2 separate regions of the Mus musculus genome follow, and region 2 is linked to region 1. Evidence: chromatin contacts called from public Hi-C data. All regions are on one chromosome and are shown on one strand. The core of a region is the stretch at or near the end of the contact, and the rest is flanking DNA. Distances in the headings are between cores, read along the strand shown. Region 1 overlaps Mbnl1 (muscleblind like splicing factor 1). Region 2 overlaps Gm553061 (a long non-coding RNA gene).

Region 1 (5,955 bases), core at 938-3,437:
CATGCATGTTTCCTATTTCAGGCCCCAACTATGACTGTGACAATGACTTAGATCTTGGGAACAGAACCAAGGGCATGCTCACTTCTATCAGGAATGCACATAACACAGGAGAGATTGTCCTAGGAAGTAGCAAAGGCAAATGACAAAACTCACAAGCAGCTCTTCATGGAAAGAAAAACAAAATGACAAAATACAAGTATAAAAAAACTACGCAAACTTTCAAGGGAATGAGCAGTTTTGAGCAAGTAGCTCAGCTTGAAGCATATCCTCTTAATGCTTTGAATATTGTTACCTATTAATAATTACTATGTTGGCATTCTTCTTCTCAGACTATTTGAGTCCCATTAATCAACTAACAGTCATGCATTAAGAATCCTGTGTTTTCTTTAGGAAGATTGGGGAAGAAAACTGTTTCAGATGCTGCCCTATTTCATTTGCGGACAGCATTTGTTAGAGAATTACTATACTTGGGAAATGAGAAGCCAAATGGCAGAGTGTATCTCTACAGCAAGGATAGGCTACCTCCCATCTCTTGCTCTGCTCTGACTCCTCTGCAACACAACGGTAGTGACAGCATCTTTCCCATCAGGTTGTTCTAAAGGTAGGCTATGTGATGGCTGTATCTGGCACATCCTCACAAAATGCTACAATATGATATCCTTTCTAATACGTTCAATAGAGTATAATGAATAAATAAGGCATTTTATTATATTTCTAACAGACTGGAAAGTTATTAGAGTCAAGGCCCTCCAAGTGCACCCTACTTTACTTTCCCTGTAATTAGTACACCCAGGCCATCTCAGCCCCAAGTCCGTCCTAAGCAGACAGACAGGAGAGGCAACTCAGTTTTTACTTACTAGGCCATTTTTCTACAGAAACTGTTTATCAAGGCTGTTAATTCATGCCATGCTAAAATTCTGAATAGTAATGTCATACTAGAACTTTATCTCTAATTTCCTTTTCAGTCACAACAGTAAAGTGTGTGCGTCTGCTTATCCTCCGCCCCAAGACAATGACAATCATGTGACAGCCTACTAAAAACGCTTTTATCAGGGTGCGTTTCATAAAACCACCCGCCTGCCTCAATGGAAGTACTTCAGAGGTTATGACAACATCTGCAGAGAGTTTTGTAATAGTTCGTGCACAGCAGCCAATGTGTTCCTGTTTATGAGATCCTCTGGACTTCAGTCATTTATTTGTTCACTCCAATAATCATTATATTGTGTTGATGACTACAAGAAACATTCAAGAAGCAACTGTTCTGGGCCAAACATTTTTTCTAACTCTTTGAGGTTTGAGCATTAGCATCATGTGCAAGATTTTAAGGATACTAAGACAAAGTGGAGAAACAGACACGCTGATCCCAGTTCCAAGCCCTCCCTGAGGAACCTAGACATAGATGCTGACTGATTTTGTAATTGTTGCATTAACCAAAACAGCATAACCATATTCTAGCAAACTTGCACAAACACTGAACCAAGACATGTTCATTCAGTTTAAAGTCACTCTGGCTACAAACACTTGAAGAACTGTAATGGAAACTATGAAGGTTCAACTCTTTATCCTACCTCCAGTCTGTCTGTCCGCATTAACTTCTGTGCAGCAGCTGCGGCAGCTGCTGGCACTGGAACTCCAGGATTCCCCGTGACCAACATTGGTGCAGTCGGCAAGATCTCTGCTGGAACCAGGCTTGGGGAAACAGGCCCCAGGTAAGGGTTAAAGGCTGCTGATGCACTGGTGGCTAAGCTTGGTGCAACTGAAAACATTGGCTGCAAATTGAAACAAAAAGCAAAACTTAATGGCAAGTCTCCATTCCAAATTGATACTCTACTTACAGAGTTATCATTTATTCTTCATCTATCATTCATTCTTTCTTCCTTAACTTCTATTTAATTCTGTCTTTAATTTAGTCTAAGAAGATTTCAGTATACTGATATTTGCTAAGTCATTGTTTTTCTCCAAATCTAGCAGGCAGAATATGCATTCATATCTCCAGAGGGGGTTCGAAGATTGGCATCTAGAATACTTGTGGTTTAACGTCTTAAATATCTTAGTACAGACACTTGTTTGTGCTCACCCAGTCTCCACCTTTGTGACTCAATCCTAGAAATGTGTCTGAGAAACACACTGTGTAACTGCTGTCAGATATAGTGGAAAGGTCTGTTCTCAAGTGTTAACAGGATATAAGTGCCTATCATCTGAGCAGACACAGATGTCCCAGGGGATCACAGAGCCCCACAGCCAGCACATTGACCAAATCTGTGGGCTGTGAGAGGTGATGATTACACTGTCTTTTGAGCACAGAAGAGATAGCATTTGGCCTGGTCACTTGATGTCGGTTTCTCAGAAGAAAGGTTCAGTGTTCTACAAGCCCATCCCATACTTGTGGGGCACTCAGCAATGGAAATTAACCTTCTCCAGAAAATGTCTGGAATGTGAAGCCTGACAGAACATTTCCCAGGAAATGCCACAGAATTATTAAAAAACATGGGATGGGCTGTCAGCGGGCAGGACACACTGGGGTGATGCTACTGCATTCAATGGAGAGAAGCCAGGGATCTACTATGTGTAAATGGCATTCTTTAATATGAGAGCATAAGGTCCCAAAGGACTATACCATGGTTGAGCATCCATCCTACATGACAGCTCTGCATTGTGTACACATCTGTACTAAGAACAATATGAACGATAGACTATTTAATGTATACATTGATTCACTGGGAAAAATTTATAACATAGCATAGCTCACACTGATACATTCACCCTAACATAGCTAGTCCTCCAAGCATGTGCTTTGAACACCATGTTTAATTACTCTGACAGGTCTGTGGCCCTTGACTAATGAAGTAGCCTAGAATAAGTCTTTCCATTTCAAACCTCAAGCCTATTCCAATGCGAAGCAGCTGCCCTCAGGAAATACAAAAATTCCATGTGTATTATGAAGAAGGATCCATGTGTAAAACTGGGTCCAGTGGCATTTGTCTCTCCACAAAACCCTGAACAGCAGCTAACTTCAGGCTTTCCCTTTGTGTGCTAGAGGCCAGGGCAGCACCATGACAGGGTCAGTCCTGCATGGTGATCATGCATTAAACTTCTGTCCAAGAACATTCTAGGCAAATGTGTGTTCTGTTGCACACAGTCAGATACAGGGTATGGAATCTCAGACCACATAGAAGAATTGTTATAAATTTAGCAGAGTCCTAAAAGATTGAAAGCTAATTAATATCCTTTCTCTTTGCATTCATAGCTGTAAATTAAAATGAGTTCCAAGAAAGCCCACTTGATACTTACTATAGCAAGCTACTGAAATGTTTATGTCACTGTATACTATAGGAATTACTTAAGGCAAATGCCTTCATAAAGACATTCAGGATGAAGAAATTTTTCCCTGACTTGACACAATAATGACAGCACACCAATAAAATCAGCCTCGTTAAATCTCACCAAGTTAAATACAGTGAAAACCTACATATGGATAGAATGTAGCTGTCACCAATTATGAACACTGTGTTAGGGGTGGGTTACAGCTCAGAGTGGATCCTAATGTAGGAAAGCCAGTGACCATGGCCACTCCTGCATTACCGGAGCTGACCTGCAGAGGGCTCGTAAGATCTCAAAGATAGGAATGGCTGCATTGGTATTTGAAGTCTTCGTTTCTCTGAAGTAGGGATTGAATAATGTCTAACTATGTAGCTGGTATATTTGATACTGAGTGCATCCTTGCAGCAGTGACTTATAGATATCTTTGTTCCAATGAAGGTTGGTTTAGCATTACCTTTCCAAGGACATTTTCCAGTTGCTAATTCTGGGGCAGTTTATTTATCACTTGTTTGCTTTAAATGAAGCATTCTGCTTACATTACAGTTATTAGGCTTCATTATAACTGAAAATATTATTCAATTTCACATTACCATCCTAGTTAACTACACAAACATGATTATTACTAGTAATTCCCTATCCCGGGCAGCCCACACTGTGATAAGTGCTTTACTTATGTTATGTTTAATTTTTTTACTATAAGACTTTCCTTTCTTTGGCCTCTTTGGGAGGGGGGATGTCAGGAGAGTAGAAGATATCTCTTAGTTCCCTTCTAGGTTCCCACCATACAAAGCAATGCCTGGTTACAGTAGGCATTCAGTGAATGAGCTGCCACTTTGTTGGGGATTATTATGTTTATTTTCTAAAGAAGATGCTCACGAATGTTACATGTCTACCACTATAAATGAATCAACGGAAGGTCCTGGATTGGGCACATTTGAGTCTGCTTCTAGTCTGGTTGGAAGTCTGTTTCTCACATAATCACCAAATGTGAATTTAAAATTCCCTAGAGGAGTTTTATCATGTTATAGTTCGACCCCTCCTTGTCTGAATTCCCAGGAAAGGTATCTAGGCGGCAGTATTTTTGAAAGCTTCAGGGTGATTCCATTTCCATGTATTTAAGGAAATAGATTTCTTTCCGATTGGACAGAAGGTTTCTAAGTGGTTTCTTAGTGGTTCTCTTTTTATGAGTATTTATGAGTTTCTGTCCACATTGCCTGCCCTCAGCCTACCTGTCTGACTCCTAGGTACGCTTCAGGAAACAGAACTTCTCGACGCTTCCCAGGGAACCACACCACTACACTCTGTCTCATAAAGCTCACCCGCATTGCATGTAGCACTGACCCTGAAGCCATTCTTGTTTCCTCTGCTCCTACTTCCCGGCACATGGCACTGTAACCACCTCTGCAGTTACTGCATAACATATTCACTGCAGATTTGCTAGCTGATTTTTCTTTGCCAGCAAGAGTAGCAAATGCTTTATATATTTTCTAGCACAGATATCTAGATGGTAGATTTAATTATATATCCTTTTTCCACCTCAGAATTTAGCTGTTACTTTATAATGAATATTTCAAAGTTTATTTTTTCTAATTTTTATATTAACATTACATCTTAAGTATTATAACTATTATTCTGAACACTGCAAATATCACAAGGCTGTTTATTTTAAAATGCTGAAAATAGTATGTTTTTATAAAAAAAAGAAGGGTCATATATAATGATCCAAAACTTATCATTTAGAAATTTATGGAACAGAAATTTTATAAGTCAGTTTTTCCTAGGGTGTGTGCATGTGTTCGTATATATGCTTCATAGAATGTGAGTATGTATACATGTGTATGTTCAGCAGAATATGTGCATGTATACATGTGTATGCTTAGTTGAATGTGCACATATGTACACATGTATATTTAATAGAATGTGCATATATAGAGAGAGACATACACTTAGAATGTGCACATGTATATATATGTTCAGTAGTATGTGTACATATGTATGCTTAGTAAACTGTGCACATGTGTGTGCTTGGTAGAATGTGCATGTGTACACATGCATGCTTAGTAGAATGTTTGCATATGTATATACATGTATGCTTCAGTCAAACTTGTAAACAGTGAAATGCCAAGCTCTTTTAAATCCGTAGGACATCCCAAGTATGGGCAACTGTTTCTAGGCAAGCACCATGTTGTAAACAGATACAGAACTAGTTTTAGTGAATTACTGTTTAGAACAGCACTCAGAGCTAACAGGTATTATGAATAAACCCATATTCAATTTTGTCTAAGAATGAAGCATTTGGCTGCTGTGGACTCTACTCATAGCTTGTGAATGGGAAGGGGAAGGAATTCATTCTTTACCCTGATTCACTGTATCCTTTGACCCAGTTTTATTGAAACAAACATTTAAATAGTGAAGTCTCATTTAAGACCTTCTCAGTATAAATGAGCACAGGTCTATTCTTACAGTTCAGGGACTGATCACAAACCTGAAAAGTCAGACTGACTGATGCATGGCAAAACAGATGACAAGTCACTGTGGCTGATGTAGAAATAGTTTTCTGGGGACTCTATAGAATGAACTGGCCATAACGTCATGAGGTGGGTAACAAGACAAGAAAGCACAGAAAGTACTGGC
Region 2 (6,232 bases), core at 1,150-3,649, 180 kb before region 1:
TGTCAACTTGGCACAAGCACAATTCATCATGGAAGAAGGAACCTCATTTGAGAAGGTCCATTCATCATCTTGGCATATAAACAAGTCTATACAACATTTTCTTAATCCATGAATGATGAGGGAGGACCCAGCCCACTGGTGGCAGTGCTACCCTTGGGCAGGTAGTCCTGTGTGTATAAGAAAGTGAGAATGAGCAAGTCACGGGTCAAGCCAATAAGTAGCATTCTTCAATGGCCTCTGCTTCAGTTCCTGCCTCTAGGTTCTTGCCTTGAGTTTCTGCCGAGTCTGCTTTATGATAGACTGTAAGCTATTAAGATGAAGTTTATATCCTTTTTCTCCCCCAACTTGTGTTTGTCCTTGTGCTACAGCAGTAGGAAACAAACCAGATATGGCCACAGAAGACTCTAAACATACTGTTCTTCTACAGCCACTCTTTGTGTTTTGTTCCTGTGCATAAAATATTCTCAGTAACCTGGAAGATGCCACACTAAGAGGAATAATATGGGAACAGAAAAAAGCATTTCATACTATATCAGTCATATGTGAAATTTAAAAATTTTGACCTCACAGAAATAGAGAATAGAATCGTGGTTGTGAGGACTGTGGACTGGAAGGTTAGGGGTAGGGGCGGCAGCAGTAAAGAGACCTAAGATACTGTTACACAGGAGGGGTACATTCTGTAGGTCTATTATACAACATAATGGTTATTATTGATCCTAATGGAGTGTGTCTTGAATATTTCTGAGCAATCATAATTTTATTGTTACACAAAATGGATAAATATAAGAGGTGAGAAAGTCAGAAAGTTGTTAATTTCTTGACTTAATATTTCATAATATATAGATATTTCAAAACATCACACCGTATGTCATAGATATATCACTTTAACTATTATCTTCATGGTAATATGTTAGATAAAAAGAAAATGTTCCAAATATATGTAGAATGTCTAGTTTGATCTTTCAGTACATATTCATTCCTAGTTTCCGGCTCTCAAGAGATAGGCTAGACATCTTGGAAAATAAAAAGATCCTTTTAACAAGGAGTTCCAAACCCAGTGGAGACTGCATTCTGAGTTCTGTACTGCCATCTTCCATTCCAAGAAATAAATTTTCCTAGGCCATACCTAATTACCCCAGCTGTGTGAAAACAAAAACTCAAAGATTAAGTAGAAAACCTTTCTTCCTTAAGGCCTTTCTTCCTTAAGGCTTGGCTTGACCCTAGTGAACAATAAATTCTTCCTCCATTTTAAGCACTCTCTTTGATCTACTTGGACTTGAGGATAAAGACATCTCTAAGCCAGAATAGCTTTCAGATCACAATTTTGAAACATCTGTGCACACTTGTGTTCTCTGTGCCTCCCTCCTTCGAGCTCTCTCTCTCTCTCTCCTTCAGTAGGAGCAGCTTCTATCTTCAGGTAATTCTCAATACCTCATGTTCTAAAGTCTTCCTCTGCCAACCCAGACACAATCATGGTTTCCAGAGAGCTCTTTAGGGTGTCCACTTGGTTTATCAGACAACAGATAAGTCATTTGTGTTGACAGAGAAGCATGGTGCCAAAGGAGACATTCTTACACAATTCGGCCTCGGGGTGGATGTGCACATCTTGGAACCAGGCAGCTTAAGATACTTGGAGCTGAGAAATGAAAACAAAGGATGTGGTCTCTCTGTGGCTTCCCGACCTCAGCGATCTGTGTGGTTTCCATGATTGTAAATTATCTTGAAAGAAGCAGAGTTTTAGGGGGCAAAGTAACTGTTCTGAGCAGGAGGAAAACAATGACAGAATTAATGAGGTAAAAATGAAGAGGCTCCCTGTGCATCGCTCCTTAAATTTGGTTATGTTATTTTTTTTTTCCTTCTACAGGTCACCTATTGGCTTGGCAAAAATGAACTGTAGGCTGTGGACTATCAAGGAAGTGAAATCTGCGAGGCCCAGCTGTGCTGCTGCAAACCATTCAATTACAGCACAAATAGGCTCCTTGCATATTAGGGCAGTGCAACATCTGCTCCCAGCCAGTGGGCGTGCTGAAAGAAGGCTCCTCTGCTCTGGCTGATAAGGAAGTGTGCTTCCTGTGTCTCTCTATAGACAAGAAACTTAAACATTTAGCCAGCCCCAGTAGCCTGGCGCTTCCACTTCCTAATTGGAGACGTAAGACTTGCTTTTTTTGTAAAAGCTGCTTTTGAGGCAAAGGATTCTTTGGTTTCTTTGGTGTTAGTACAGAAAAATCAGAAAGTGATTTTTGGCTTCCATCTCTTCCCAACACCATAATAAGATATCCCTTGAATTATCAGAACCAAGACACATTATGTCATTCAGCTAACCCTAGGTGATTATGACAATTTTAATAGTAATATGCTTTTGTCACAAGCTAATTACATCACCAAAACAGAGCTTTTAGTCCTAAATGTAATAAACAGGCATGATTCTTTTCCAGCACCATCCTTCATTCTCCATGCGTGAGAAATTTCCCACTTTGTGGCTACTGAGGAAGTAAAAACCATCTCCCATGAACAAAAGCTGATTTCTGAATGTTCCCAAAGCTGGGCCACAGGCAGCAATCTTGGGATTTACAAGTAAAAGACTATCGTGGACTAGGCTGATTTGTGAGCTGAGAATGAAAGGTCAATGAGGTTATGGTAACAGGAGTTTTCTGCCCCAGCGGTATAAATATCATACACGGGAATTGAGCTCAGGAGTGGTGATCTTGATGTTGACCAAGGATCATTTCTGCTTGTCTTGAGTTGGTCATACAAAACGAACTGGAACCCTAGCTTATGGCCCACTTAGTAAAATCTTTATCTGTTTAAAGAAGTCCGATGTGCTGTTTACAAGGACAACCTTGACCAAGACTAGGCCATTACCTTGGATGTGAATCTCTTTCTCAGGCTCCCCTCTTCCCTCACAACCTTTCCCCCTTTCCTGCCTCCTCTCTGCTCTCCTCCCTTCTGTCTAATCCCCCTTCTTCTCCCCCAACCCACTCCTATCTCCCACCCTGTTCCCCCGTTTCCTTTATCCTTTCTTCCTTGACCCCTTCTGTCTGTATCATGGTCCTCCCTCCTCTCTTATCCTTCTCTCTCCTCCTTTTCTGCTGTTGAACCACCCCCTTCCCACTCTTCTTTTCCCTCATTATCTTACCTCTTACTTTCTAGTCATTTTTAGTTCTCTTACCACAAAGTGGCAGAAATAAAATTCCACTCTTAATTTTTTTAGTTTAAAAAACAGAGACTGGACAATTTTAACGTTTTAAAAACTACTTTTAATTCAGTGTGTGTGTGTGTGTGTGTGTGTGTGTGTGTGTGTGTGTAAGTTACAGGACAGCTTGATGAAGCTGGGTCTCTTTAGCCATCTTGATCCCAGGAATATAATTCAGGTGGTTGAACTTGGTAACAAATGCTGTTACATGTTGAGACTTCCCACCTATCCAATTCTGGACAATGTAAAGCAAATTGCTTAAAGTAGCCAGAATTCCTTAGAGTGCCTCAGCAGTATTAAACAGCCACAGAAAAGTTACATCATGTCTTTTAAACAGTGCCTTATTATGTTGTCTGGAGATAAACCCACTGCACACCAAACTCTAGTCAGAAATAGAAGTGTATAACTATCTCTCATATTTCTGATTTTCCATTGCTGTGTTAGTTGTGTATTTGTATCAGTCTGTGTTCATTTAAACTGTGTAGTTAAAAGGCAACATGAACACAGTTGAGGGGAGACTTGGGAAATCATCTCCATAGCTCTGTCAGGTAAGAGGACTTGTCATTTAATGGCTCAGTGTTCAGCTTTCTATAATTATCTAGAAAATATTATTTTGTAATTTGTCTGCTTGAATAAGAAGCTGCAATACCACTCCTGGGCATATACCCAGAAAATGCTCCAACAAGTAATAAGGACACATGCTCCACTATGTTCATAGCAGCCTTATTTATAATCAACGCAGATATCCCTCAACAGAGGAATGGATGCAAAAAAATGTGGTACATTTACACAAAGGAGTACTATTCAGCTATTAAAAACAGAGAGTTTATGAAATTCTTAGGCAAATGGATAGATCTGGAGGATATCATCCTGAGTGAGGTAACCCAATCACAAAAGAACACACATGATATGTACTTACTGATAAGTGGATATTAGTCCAGAAGCTCTGAATACCCAAAATACAATTTGCAAACCATATGAAACTCAAGAAGAAGGAAGAACAAAGTGGGGATACTTCGATCCTTCCTAGAAGGGGAACAAAATACCTATGGAAGGAGTTAACAGAGACAAAGTGTGGAGCAGAGACTAGCAAGTGTTTGCTGAAAGGACCCTGATATAGCTGTCTCTTGTGAGACTAGCCTGGGCCTATCAAACACAGAAGTGGATGCTCACAGTCTGCTATTGGATGGATCACAGGGCCCCCAATGAAGGAGCTAGAGAAAGTATCCAAGTTGCTAAAGAGATCTGCAACCCTGTAGGTGCAAAAACATTATGAACTAACCAGTACCCCTGAGCTCTTGACTCTAGCTGCATATGTATCAAAAGATGGCCTAATCGGCCATCACCGCAAAGAGAGGCCCATTGGACAAGCAAACTTTATATGCCCCAGTACAGGGGAACGCCAGGGCCAAAACGTGGGAATGGGTGGGTAGGGGAGTGGGGGCGAGGGTATGGGGGACTTTTGGGATAGTATTGGAAATGTAATTGAGGAAAATACGTAATAAAAAATATTAAAAAAAAAAAAAAAGAAATGATAGCCAGAGAATGCCCCACCCAGGGATCCATCCTATAAACAACCACCAAACCCAGACACTATTGTGGATGCCAATGAAAGCGTGCTGACAGGAGCCTGATATAGCTATCTACTGAGAGGCTCTGCCAGTGCCTGACAAATACAGAAGTGGAGGCTCACAGCCATCCATTGGATGGAGCACAGGGTCCCCAATGAAGGAGCTAGAGAAAGTGCCCAAGGAGCTGAAGGGGTTTGCAGCTCCATAGGAGGAACAACAATATGAACTAACTAGTACTCCCAGAACTCCCAGGGACTAAACCACCAACCAAAGAGTACACATAGTGGGACTCATGGCTCCAGCTATATATGCAGCAGAGGATGGCCTAGTTAGTCATCAATGGGAAGGAAGGCCCTTGGTCATGAGAAGGCTCTATGCCCCAGTATAGGAGAATGCAAGGGCCAGAAAGTAGGAGTGGGTAGGTTGGTGAGCAGGGGTGGAGGAGAGGGTTTTTGGAAGGAGACCAGGAAAGGGGATAACATTTGAAATGTAAATAAGGAAAATATCTAATAAATTAAAATTTAAATAGAGAAGCTAAGTTCACAAGTTACTTTTTGTTACTATGATAAAACAAGGGATAGGAGTCTTCACATTAAAGTATCATTATCATTATAAATGTATTAATTTAAAAATATTTTTATTAAGTACATTTGACTTTTTTGTATTTTTTTTTCTTTTTCAGACCTTGGATCTCTCAACTTTGGCCATGAAGACTCCATCAAGTTTATTATTATGTATTTTTTAATGTCACCACTATTGCCTTTAATAATTTCTCCACATTCAGTAACAACAATATGTTCCAAATTAATCTTGTTCATTTTCTTCCAGACCTGAAATCAGCAGTTTCCCAAGGAGTCCTGGATCCTTTTAATGGGTAATATATTTCTTTTAAACCACAGCCTGGTTAGCAAGAGTATTCATTGTTTTTCAGTATTCATTGCTTCAAGGGTTTTAGTGGAATAAGTGAGAAAATATGTATTTTTAAAAAGTAAATATTATTCCTAAGCTCAGGCCGATATTCTCACCAGTTCACACAAAGAACCCAGTGTTTCTACTGCCTTAGTTTCTGTATTTTATTAAGTCCTTTCCAATTTTCTTGAAATATCTTGGTTCATGAAAACATTAACAAAAATAATATATAGGATACATATATATGTAATATATATGTCTCAAACTGCCAATATTAATATTTCCAGAGATAAAAATTCTACTGAATCATTTAGAAGTCTCTGTGGTTTCCCATTTTATGCTTAGACTTGTACAGTCAAGATGCTGTGGTTTAAAGTCAACTGAAATGAAGTCTCCCTGTGCCTGCCCTTCCTGATACAGCTAGCATAGGTCATTTGTCTAAGGCTCTTTTCAGCTTTGGTTTTAGTATTGATTGTCATATATGCTTTATGCTGTAGCTAATGCATAGCTACTGAGTCAGAATAATAAGGTACATTTGGCTTTAAAGAAGTCTTTTCCA

Evidence for each region. Hi-C and Micro-C count contacts between places; a contact is called where the count stands out from the background.
Region 2: a Hi-C map of the G1E-ER4 cell line shows a contact between it and region 1, with 2.7 times the contacts expected there. The contact joins two enhancer-like sites. A contact is called at or near these places in 1 of 15 datasets of contacts at CTCF or cohesin (the G1E-ER4 cell line), 1 of 484 Hi-C or Micro-C datasets (the G1E-ER4 cell line) and 2 of 115 datasets of contacts at active chromatin or transcription factors (CD8 T cells and memory CD8 T cells).

What each region holds. Positions count from the first base shown.
Region 1 is chr3:60,599,508-60,605,462 of GRCm38.p6, reverse strand. Mbnl1 (muscleblind like splicing factor 1) reads right to left here. Exons shown (of 10, transcript NM_020007.4): 4 at 1,569-1,769. Among named protein-coding and RNA genes, the nearest start is that of Mbnl1, 100 kb to the right of the region's middle. Within about 2 kb of position 2,187, at least 84 of the 459 cell types and tissues checked have an H3K27ac peak or open chromatin away from gene starts, as enhancers often do. A contact at or near this core is called in the G1E-ER4 cell line, where this site is marked.
Region 2 is chr3:60,781,123-60,787,354 of GRCm38.p6, reverse strand. It overlaps Gm553061 (a long non-coding RNA gene), which reads left to right. Exons shown (of 5, transcript XR_867330.1): 3 at 1,865-2,149; 4 at 5,447-5,498; 5 at 5,593-5,871. Among named protein-coding and RNA genes, the nearest start is that of Gm38326, 4.1 kb to the left of the region's middle. Within about 2 kb of position 2,399, at least 5 of the 459 cell types and tissues checked have an H3K27ac peak or open chromatin away from gene starts, as enhancers often do. A contact at or near this core is called in the G1E-ER4 cell line, where this site is marked.